Regions from separate parts of the Sus scrofa genome. Here region 2 is linked to region 1. The links are chromatin contacts, called in public HiChIP or PLAC-seq maps. All regions are on one chromosome and are shown on one strand. Each heading gives the region's core, a stretch centred on a gene start, on an enhancer-like site or on the middle of the called end of the contact. The rest is flanking DNA. Distances are from core to core; before and after follow the strand shown. Region 1 overlaps MGAT5 (alpha-1,6-mannosylglycoprotein 6-beta-N-acetylglucosaminyltransferase A). Region 2 overlaps MGAT5 (alpha-1,6-mannosylglycoprotein 6-beta-N-acetylglucosaminyltransferase A).

Region 1 (5,658 bases), core at 1,688-4,187:
ATAATATAATAATTAGGAATAATTCAAATATAAATGTAACCATGGTACAGACATTTAATAAAAGTCCTAAGAGAGAAACAGAGTGCTCTGGGATTTGGAGAAGGGAGAGATCTTGTGTTTACCTCTGACAAGGTAGTGCTTCATTTGAAAATGGCCTTTCAATGAATAAAGATAGGGATGGAGGATGGGGACACAGTGAGGAAGCTAAATTCTGATCATTAGTGCTACGGGAAGGATTCCTTTAGATACGGAGAATGTAATAGGAGGTAGCTGTTTTTGAGGTCCCTTGTGTTTCTTATGGTTCTTGGTAGTTTATTCCCGGAACATTTCTTTTGTTGAAGGTGGGGTGGCGGTTCCTGGAGTTTTCTGTACCTCAAAGAATTGCATTTCTAAGTAACCTTTTGAAGGGCTGTGGCAGTCTACCTGGAAATGTTTGTCCATGGACCCTCTTCCTATTCCCCATAACGTGTACTCCTACAAGTAAGAAAAAAATGTGGAAACATTTTTTTTTTTTTAAGTCAGACTTCCTGTCGTATTTAGTTCCTTTTCTAGGAATGCTAGACTCCCTGTGCTTCTAGATCCTGTGGGGGACATCTTGGTTGGGTAGTTCTTCTCCAGACAAATGGATAAAGGGTTAAATGACTGAGTGTGGGGTTGACCGTGAGAAGGATATGACCAGGGCCTGGTGGCTGATGGGGCTGAACAGTAGCTGCCCTCTTCATCCCTATGCCACGTTGTCCATCCTCAGCACGTTCCGCCCCATCAGACAAGGAAGAGGGGAATAGAATACACCATTTCACCAGAGGAAGGGGGAGTAGAATACAGGTGTCCTGTAGAACCTTCAGGCAGCCTTCCCTATCCTTCCTCACATACTGGCTTGTCCATTTTCCTGTCTTGTGGATGAGACACCACGTTTCCTCACCTGCCCAAGATCGAAGTCCAGCAGTCGTCTGAGACTCCTCCCTGCCATTCCCTCCACTTCATCATTGTTCACTGTCCTGCTGATTTGACCTCTTCAGGTTTCTACCCACCATGACGGCCACCCTGTCGAGGCCTTGATCTGACTCCATCCTCACCCGGAATGGCATGGGCCTCCTTCCCCACTGGGCTCCTAGGCTCCAGCTGTATCCTCTTCAACCCTCTACCCTGCAGCCAAGATCAAATATGGCGGTCCCTCCACTCTTCAAAATCTCCAGTGATTTACACTGAATGGGGTTCTCATTGAACAGGGGAGGTTTTCCAGAAACATCTGTGGACTCTTTTCAAAGTATTTAGGTGTAAGTCCCATCCTGGACTCATAAGTAGAAAGGGGGCACTTGCAATGGGGTTTGACTTGTGTATTATGAAAAATATCCCCAAACAGGAAGAAACTCCGTAAGTAACACTTTAAAAGGCAACTTTTTATTTTGAAATAATTATTTAACAGGAAGTTGCAGAAAGACTATTCACAGTTTTGTGGACCCAACTTCCCCTTATGGTGTCATCTTATGTGTTCTAGAATAATATCAAAACCTAGAAATTGACTACAGACCTAAGTAATGCTTTTTAATGCCCATTTCTCTTGTCAGGTTAGAATGTCACACTTCCTGTTACGTGGATTCTTGGATTATTTCTTGACTTCATGTGGAGATATTTGAGAATGGCATGGCCATTCCCGAGTCTGTGAGTGTTGAGGAAGTGGTGGTAGTATTTGTCGTAGGTGAGTGTCTATAGGATTTTGATAGCTACTGCTTGTTTCCCCTTGCAAAGTGGATTATACCCCACAGAGCTTGCCAAGAATAAATTTGAGCTGTGTAATTTTATCCAGTGACCTAAGGTCAAACTTTCTTATGTAAAAAGTCAGAACTGCCGTAACAGGTTTCATGCTAGTACAACGGTGGCCGTTTATTCTTATATCTAAGATACAGTTAGCTTAAAATGATGTCCGTGTGAATTGTTTCCCAGGCATGCATAAATCTTGCTTTGTTTTATCTTGTTTAGATTGTAAAACATAAGGGCCCAGGGCTTGTTTTTTTTTTTTTTTGGTCTTGTTTTGGTTGTAATTTTAACTACAGCATCTACAGGGGACTGGCTCTATGCTGTGAATCATAAAGTAGAGTTTTGCTCTGAGAGATGGCATGTTACTCGGGGTTGTAATGAATTCAGGGGAACGGATTTCAGACTTTGAGGTGCTGACCTAGGAAATTCTTTGAAGCGTGATGTTTACCAACACTGGGAGTCGGGCTTGCTGCTTTCCTCATCAAAACTGGACGGGCTAGAAAAATCCTTTGTGTCAGTTGTGGTGACATTTTGCTGACACTTGCCTCCACTTTCTGTGTCTCACACAGCTTTGCTTGCATCTTTTGAGAAAGGGGACTTGGGGGGCGGTAAGAAAACCACTGTCTGATTCAGAATAAAACTAGGTCAGGAAGGCTGGTTGTATTTTTTTAAATCAGACAGTAGCAGGAGATCCCCCAGCTGACCGTGGAGGCCTGACAGGAGACCTGGGGATCGTTCAGAAACAGCCATCACTCATTAAGGGCCAGGCCCTTGGCAAACTGAAACCCTGGAAGGTAGAAAGTATCACAGATCAAGAAGCTGGATCTCCATTTGCATTGCTTCCCAAAGGGAGGGGCTCATGGCCAATTCATGTCAGTGCTAGATTTGAACCCAGATCTTATTGCCACACCAGATTGCCTCGCCGTCCACGCAAAACACTCTGGATTCAGCTCCGACGCTCTTGAGTAATTCCCAAGCAGGCATCTGCGAGAGGCTGCAAAGACTGACTTCTTTCACGGCTGAGAGCCTGCCTTCTGAGTGGAGAATTCAGAACACACTGGATGCCATGTCCCTTGATGCTGGGTAATCACCTCATTAGGGCAAGAGGGAGCTTTTGTGGGTCCGAGGAGAGAAGGAAGCAGCTGAAAGTCACTCATCTGATTCATTCTTTGTGTTACTCAAGCTTTCTGTCAGTGAAGTGGTGAAGCAGTTACTAGGGGCTGAGAAGGAAGCTCTGATGGATGGTCAAGGCCTTGGGTTTTTAGATTCCCAGAGCAGTGATGCCTGGGCTTTACCACACCAGCGAGCTTCTCTCTTGACCAAGGAGCCACGAGGACTTTTCCCAACAAATATCAAGTACTTTATTTGCAGGATTTGAATCCCTTCCTTCAAGGAGTTTGAATCTTAACAGGGAGCAACCCATGAAGCTAGAATGTGTATATGTATCAGGAATTCCAGGTTGATGGGAGTGCCTGCATAGGGGACAGTGGTGTGGCTCTGACCTTCTTCTAGGGAGACCAACCATCCCACTTTGCCTTGGTTTCCCAGGACAGGGGACTTCAATGCCAATACCAAGAGAGATGTGGTCACCCCACCTTGAGTAGTCTTTGTGGTCCTGGGCAGGTCTGTTAGCTTTTCTAGATCCCGGGTTCTGCATCTGTCTTTCTAGATGACTTTTGACTTCCCTTCTATGTTCTTAGGCTTGGCAATTAGGTGTGGCTAATCCACAAACTTGTATTGGGTAGAGCATGTGAGCGAGAAGCTAGAGCTCTGAAGCCTTCGATAGTGATGATCAGAAATCAGTATTTGATTGAGAGCAATAGTGGCTACTGTTTAGAAAGTCAAGAATGGCTCTGTAATTAGGATAAAGTAACAGACACCTGTAATCAGGTAGCCTGAGCAGGTGAGCAAGACTGTAAATGCCTTTGAACTTGAGTCACCCAGAACATTTTTTCTAAAGGGAAATCTGTGCAGACATTGATAGAGAGATTTGTCCCGGGACTCTGGGTTTCTGGCTTCTCTGGAAAGATTGGAACATCTGACCATCCCTAGAATGTCTTCGCTCAGCTTTTCCAAGTTTGGAGCTGCAAAGTGGCTGCCACCTCTAGATGGGTCTGTGGTTCCTCATGGCCCCCTTCCTCCTTCATCTTCCACCTTCTCCCCTCAGACTTGTTTTACTTCTATTTTCCTCTTTGCTCACTTTGATTATCTGTCTGGTAAGGTGGACACTTGAGCTCAGTCATGCTTAGAATTTGGGGATATGCTTAAAATTACACTGGTTTCCTGGCCTTACCCAGATCAGTTGAATTATCATCTTGCGGAGGTGGGTGGGCTGGCATTTGTCATTAAAAAGTCTCCCCAGTTGGATTTTTTTTTTTTTTAAGGGCCACAAGTGCGGCATATGGAAGTTCCCAGACTAGGCCTACGCCACAGCCACAGCCACGCTAGATCTGAGCCACATCAGCAACCTACACCATAGCTCATGGCAACACTGGATCTTTCACCTGCTGAGCAAGGCCAGGGATTGAACCAGCATCCTCATGGATACTAGTTGGGTTTATTTCCACTGAGCCACAATAGGAACTCCTCCGCAGGTGGATTTTAATGCATAATGATGGTTGAGAATCAAGGCTTTAGCTGATCCTGGGGTAGGTTTTGGTGGAGAGAAGCACCGTGGGGTAGAGGAAATGAGGTACCAGTTTACCTTTTCTCATTGGATGGAGTTATCACAGTGTGAGCTCAATGTGAACTGATCTCACGGGAAAAAAAAATCAGGGAACTTTTTGAAAGCAAATATCCCAGTGGCTTATTCATGGCACGTTTCACTAAGGTATTAATAAACTCCCCCCAGATCCTACTGCACTACTGCAGGCATTTAAATCATTGTAATAATGACCATAGTATTTTACACAGAGTGATTATAAAAGTATTTTTTAATGGTCTTATAAATCCAGTGGTCATGAGAGGCAAGTGACATGAATTTAGTGTATTGGAGGCGAGGGATAAAATGGAGGGGACACAGTTAAACTTCGGTGGTTTTCTGTTTTGCATAATGGCTTCATCCATCTATCATCCCCTGACTGTAAATCCATTTCTGTCATCTGCTGCCCACCTACCCCTCCCTCTCCTGCCAGGGATGCCTTCTAGGCTTTGAGAGTGATTGTCCTGAATTATCAAAACATCTGGTAAATAAAAATCCGCTCTCATTTGAATCTTAAAATAGAAGGGACTTTGACACTTCCACTTCCTTTGAAGGGCAGACAAAACCAAGGTATTGAGATGAGATGTTGAAGGACTCATTCAAGACTCTGTCCCTAGTCTAGAACTCTGAGCCTATTGGTCCCTTCTCCGGTTCAGAGCTGTTCTCCCCAGGTCCCCAAGACTGCAGAGAGACTGAGTCTCTTGCATGCTGTGGACTCTTCCTTAGGCTTGCTGCTTGCCTGAAGAAGCTTTGTTTTATTCACCCTTTATCCCCTAGTTGGAGCTTAAAAAATGAGGGAAAAAATGGAATTCCCATTGTCACGCACCGGAAACGAATCCGACCTGGTATCCATGAGGATGTAGGTTTGATCTCTGGCCTCGCTCAGTGGGTTGGGGATCTGGCTTTGCCATGAACTGTGGTGTAGGTCAAAGACACGGCTCGGATCCTCTGTTGCTGTGGTGTAGGCTGGCAGCTGCAGCTCCAATTTGACTCCTAGCCTGAGAACCACTATATGCCATGGGCGTAGCCCTAAAAAGACCAAAAAAAAAGGAGGGGGGGGATGAAGAGAAGAGACTCATGGGGCCCTGGGAGGTGCCCGGGCCTGCTGTCATGCCCAGTATAGAGCCCCAAGATAGTGTTCTGTTCAGCTGTGTGTGGGTGGTGGGGCTTGTCTGTAAGGGCAGGATAATCTCTTGGAC
Region 2 (5,658 bases), core at 1,585-4,084, 110 kb before region 1:
TAAACAAAAAAAGATTTTGAGAGGAGTCCTATGGTTCCATTAATAGGAAATACCCAGAATAGGTAAATCCACAGACGGAAAGCAGGTTAATGGTTGCCAGGGGCTGGGGGGACAGGCAGAATGGGAGGGCTACCGAGTGGATGCAAGGTTTCTTTCTGTGCTGATAAAAATGTTTTGGAACTGGACAGAGGTGCTAGTGGCACCGTATTGTGAATGTGCTAAAGGCCACTGAATTGTACATGTTTAATGATTCATTCAGTTTTATGAATTTTACCTCAATTAAAATTGGAAGGAGGAGAAGTGGGAGGGAAGCAAAGTAGGTCACACCCACTGACCAGGATTTTCTGGCCCCTGCTTGCTCCCTATTATGTAACAGCTTTATTTTCATCGTCTCCCAACACCTGATGTGGGTTTGTTTAGCAGGATGTAAGCACTGTGAGATTCAGTCCTATCTCTATAGCCCTGGAACAGCACCCGGCACCCAGCAGTGCTTACAGTGAATGTTGGAATGAATTGGTTGATGGCATGGTTGGAGAGGGTGGAAGGTCAGAAGGGGTGCCAGTTTGGGATTGTTGGCTGAGGATGAAGGGAAACAGAGCTGAGGATAAGAAGCCCAGTTCCTGATGGTGGTGAAAGGCCTGCAGAAGATGAGGGCATGAAGGCACCCGGGATTATCTGCTTTTCCTGGTCCTGCTGAGCCACCTGAGTGCAGAAGGGATTGAGTTTGTCATTACAAGTTGGAGGTTTTGCTGAGTGATTATAGTGGAAAGATGAAGATTTGGGGGAAAGAGGGCATTGATAATGAATGGGAGGTAAAGAAATCTGGAGGGGTCGCCTGTGGACCCAGAGGAAATGGAGAAATGTGATCCCAAGACTCTCAGGCGTGAAGAGCAGGTCGTCAGTGTTGAGCATAGAGACTGAGACAGGTGATCTGGACAAGAGGTCAGGCATGTGGCTCAGGTGGAGTGAAGGTGATGGTCATCAGGCTCCAAGGGTCACAGCATTGCAGGCCCAGGGCATTGATCTTCTAAATTTGGTACTCAGGATAACCTTGGGTTATGGGGAGAAAACATGAAAACTCTAAATTATATATATTTTTTCCCTTAAAAAACTAAGGACTTATGGAGTTCCCGTTGTGGCTCAGTGGAAACGAATCTGACTCAGAACCATGAGGTTTCGGGTTTGATCCCTGGCCTCGCTCAGTGGGTTTAAGGATCCAGCATTGCCATGAGCTGTGGTGTAGGTTGCAGATGAGGCTTGGATCCAGCATTGCTGTGGCTGTGGCGTAGGCCCGCAGCTGTAGCTCTGATTAGACCCCTAGCCTGGGAACCTCCATATGCCACAGTGTGGCCCTAAAAAGACAAAAGACCAAAAAAACCCAAAAAAGCAAAAAAACCAAAAAAACCCCCCCAAAACCCCAAAAAACTAAGGACTTACATTTTAGTAATAAATACCTACATGTTTATTTATTTATTTTTTAATAAGTGAACCTATATTAGAGGTTCATGCTTACTTTTTGCTAATGAGATGTGTGGCCAAAATAGTTGTGGAGGCAACTGGTTTGGGAGGTTAGACAGGTCACATGACATCTTTGGGAGTGCTGACATCTTTGGGAGTGCTGACATCTTTAGGAGTGATGTCACATGGGAGAACAAGTCACATGGTTCACTAACAGAAGCCTTGGGTGTCTTGTGTCTCTGCCACTGTAGCCTGGTTGACCAATAAGGGTATTTTCCAGAAAAGGCATAAGGTTTTCCTGGAGGGACAGGCTCTCTGCATTACCAGTTATGCACTGTTGATGACCTTTTAAACTTGATCACAAACCATTTGCGGAATATTCCTAGTAGGACCTAAATACTCATCAATAACAGCTGTTTCTTGAATCCATCCCCAACCCCAACATAGTTTTTGTTTTTTTTTTTTAAGTTGGACCCCCCCTTTTTTACTTCCTGGATATTCGTTAATGTTCTCCCCTTATCCCCCAAGAGATTGTGATCTAGGGAAGTTTTTTTTTAGGAACTTGGGATCATGTTTTCCTGAATCTTGAAATTTGAGCTGAAAGTTAAGTTAAAAGCTAAGGAGTTGGGGCAGGAAAAAGAACTTGGTCTTGAGCCAGGGTGGTCTCACTTCCAATTCTGACTGCCTTTATGAGCTGTGTGCCTCTGGGCAAGTTGCTTAACCTCTCGGACAGCTATTTTCATGTAAATATTGCAGAGGTGATTTTCTACCTGATAAGGTAATGGGGGAAATTAAAGGAGTTAATGACACGTGTGGAAGCCCTCTTCTACTTGCCAGGACTCAGTAAATGCACGTTTTTTCTCCTCCCTGACACCCCCACTCCACCCCCAGTTTTCTCATCTGCTCCCCTGCCTCTTGTACCTTCCCACCCTGATGGAGGAAACAGATAAGAACAAAGCTGAAAAATGGCTGAGACTTCCTGTTGGGCTGGTTTAAAGGTACCTATGACAGTGCCGATCTTCGCCTTGCCAACTCTCCTGGGTTTCTTTCTTCTGTTTTAAGGAGAGTTTGGGGCATCCTAAGTTCTGTTAAGGTGTTTGGTTAATGTTGAAACAACTTATTAATTATGAGTCTCTCCCGCCCCCTGAAATGCCCTCAGGAGGAGCAGAAAACAAAATAATGCCACCCCTCCCCCACTTTGGAGACAGCGTCAAAGGAAAGGAGTTCTGAGAGCATTTCAAATCGAAACGTTTGAGGAGGGTTGTTTTAAGAGCTGTTTTGTAGTTATGGAATGAGAACTTTATTTGGAAATGATGTTGTCACCGATTGTGACATTACAGAGGCCAGGCTTCCTGTTCCTCTCTTCCTGGGCTGGTTTTCTTTCCCTTCTGAGTACTGGCCCTGCTTCCTGGTCAGCCTGCATGCTGGGTTTGACCATGCCCTTCTCTCCTGCATTTAATCAGAGCGTTGTGTGCTTCATAAATGGACTAAGTTTTATTTGTATTTTTTTATGGCCACACCCACAGCTTATGGAAGTTCCCGAGCTAGGAAACCAGGAATCCAACCTACGTGCCTCTGCACGACCTGAGCCGAAACAGATGGATTCTTAATGTTGGAAATTACAATAACTCTGGCTCGGGTGGTCAGTGTCGGAAAGTGAAACATGTGGACAAGGAGAAATCTCGACATGTCTTTACTTCCGCAGAAAGGCGCTGGCACTCCAAAAAGTGTGCACACCAAACAAAGGACCGTTCCCTATTTATCCCTGACGCAGGTGATTTACCTGTCCCCTTCCCATTGGTCAGGTCAGGGCGCACATTCTTCCCGGTTGGCTAATTTGAAATGAATTGTTACTGGGAAAAGAGGTAAGGAGGAAGGGGGTCACAGGGTTGATTAAGTGGAAGCCAGAGCCTGAACAAAATGGAGTAACCAAAGATTTCCTTTGATAGAAAAGACATTATGTTACTTTCCACATTAACTCTCTGCACCATAGCGGGAACTTTTTTTTTTTTTTTTTAAATGAATTTTGTCAGAAAACTGTGGTTTGACAAACTATTTGTCAAAAAAATTTTCTGGTGGAATAAGTTTTAAAACCCATTCTTTAGAAAACCATGGCTATGGGGAGTTCTCTTGGGGTGCAGCAGGTAAAGGATCCGGCATTGTCACTGCAGCAGCTTGGGTCACTGCTGTGGCACAGGTTGGATGCCTGGCCAAAAAAAAAAAAAAAAAAAAAGCTATGGCTCTGAAGAAAAAAGGCTTTTGAATTACTTAGCTCAGTCTGTTGCTAGGATACATGGGTGTGGTGGTCCCTCCCCACCCCAGTTAAAAATAACTACCTTTTGGGAGTTCCCGTCGTGGCGCAGTGGTTAGCGAATCCGACTAGGAACCATGAGGTTTCGGGTTCGGTCCCTGCCCTTGCTCAGTGGGTTAACGATCCGGCATTGCCCTGAGCTGTGGTGTAGGTTGCGGACGCGGCTCGGATTCCGGTTGCTGTGGCTCTGGCATAGGCCGGAGACTACAGCTCCAATTAGACCCCTAGCCTGGGAACCTCCATATGCCGCGGGAGCGGCCCAAGAAATAGCAAAAAAAACCCCTCAAAAAACAAAAAAACACTACCTTTTAATTGGGTTGTGACGATCATTGTACAACCATAAATGTAATAAATTCATTGAGTAATATATATATATATATATAACAAAATACTAAAAATAAATAACCTCCGCTTAAGAAAAACAGAAAACGAAAAGCTACCTTTTGGAGTTCCCGTCATGGCTCAGCAGAAACGAATCTGACTAGCATCCATGAGGACGCAGGTTCAATCCCTGGCCTTGCTGGGTAGGCATCCAGTGTTGCGTGAGCTGTGGTGAAGGTCGCAGATACAGTTTGGATCCTGGTTACTGTGGCTGTGTCTTAGGCCAGGTACTACAGCTCCAATTGGACCCCTAGCCTGGGAACCTCCATATGCTGTGGATTTGGCCCTAAAAAAAAAAAAAAAAACCAAAAAACCCCAAAAAACCTACCTTTTAATTCATAACTGGAATTCAAACACAGTTGTTAATGTATTTGGGGCTCTCTTTTCCTCTTTTTTTTTTCTTCTGAGAGAGTGATTTTTCTAACATCAGGCTCTGTTGTGAAGGTCCTGATGCTTTTTTTTTTTTTTTTTTTTTTTTTTCTGTGTTAGTAAGATGGATAGTAGTACAGTATGGATGTGAGCATTAGGACTAATTCCCAAAGAGAGCTGTTCAATACCTGGTACATGCTCTGTTAAATTCAGATTAAAGAAAAAAAAAGTGTTCCGGTTCTATGCAGGCAGCACAGCACTGCAGGAAAAAGAACCTATTGATTAAACACTTAGAAAGTTTCCCAAAACCTCCTTTCAAATCCCACGATATTGGCACTCATGTGATAGATGTCTTGAGGCAGATAAAACAGTTGAGTCTTTTTAGTTGAGGGAATAGGCATCCTTTCATATGAAGTGGTACTTGAAAAATATTGTGATTAAAATATACAGTGTAGTTAGCTTTTAGGAAATGTACATTTTTCATGTCTGGAAGGAGCCTTACAGAGTTACTTGAAAAAGGGAACAGCCACTACTGGAAATTAGCACGTGACAGGGTTGAAGTTGTTTGTTTTTTTCTTTCCTTTCTGTCTAAGATCTTGCACTTAGTACGCCTGATGTTGGGATAGGTCCTAGAGCTCTATTCTCTAATAGCACCCTCTCCTCCTCCTTCTGTACCTGGGAATCTGTGGTCTTGAATGGGGAAAAAAAAAATTCCACCTTTATGTACAATGAATTCTAACTGAAGTTTGGCATTTGCTTTTGTTGTGAACCAAGGCAGCAAACCAAACCAGTGTGAGAAGTATGTCCGTTTTGTCACCAAAAACTTCACATCATGTTACAGTTGTGGTGGATTTCTCCACATGTTATTTAAACACGTCACTACTTCAAAATGATGCTAGAGCCCAGAGCTACTCTTAGATCTTGTTACTTGTTGTAGTCATAAGAAACACTCATATCACCATATCACAATTTTAATTCAATCTTAGTCTGATCTGTTTGGTTTGAAATGTTTTGTGTTTTATTTGATGCATTTAAAAATAATAATGCCATGTGCAGAAACATGGATTGGACCGAGAAACTATCATATTAAGTGAAGTTAGACAGTGAAAGACAAACATCATATGATAGTACCTATATAT

What was found. HiChIP or PLAC-seq counts read pairs in DNA pulled down with a chosen protein or histone mark.
Region 2: an H3K27ac HiChIP or PLAC-seq map of alveolar macrophages shows a contact between it and region 1. The contact joins two enhancer-like sites. A contact is called at or near these places in 2 of 47 Hi-C or Micro-C datasets (blood and brain) and 1 of 2 datasets of contacts at active chromatin or transcription factors (alveolar macrophages).

Annotation. Positions count from the first base shown.
Region 1 is chr15:17,782,425-17,788,082 of Sscrofa11.1, reverse strand. All of the region lies in intron 1 of MGAT5 (alpha-1,6-mannosylglycoprotein 6-beta-N-acetylglucosaminyltransferase A), which reads left to right. Among named protein-coding and RNA genes, the nearest start is that of MGAT5, 130 kb to the left of the region's middle. Within about 2 kb of position 2,937, at least 6 of the 83 cell types and tissues checked have an H3K27ac peak or open chromatin away from gene starts, as enhancers often do. A contact at or near this core is called in alveolar macrophages, where this site is marked.
Region 2 is chr15:17,890,962-17,896,619 of Sscrofa11.1, reverse strand. The region is part of intron 1 of MGAT5 (alpha-1,6-mannosylglycoprotein 6-beta-N-acetylglucosaminyltransferase A); the gene reads left to right. It also overlaps the pseudogene LOC100152750. Among named protein-coding and RNA genes, the nearest start is that of MGAT5, 25 kb to the left of the region's middle. Within about 2 kb of position 2,834, at least 22 of the 83 cell types and tissues checked have an H3K27ac peak or open chromatin away from gene starts, as enhancers often do. A contact at or near this core is called in alveolar macrophages, where this site is marked.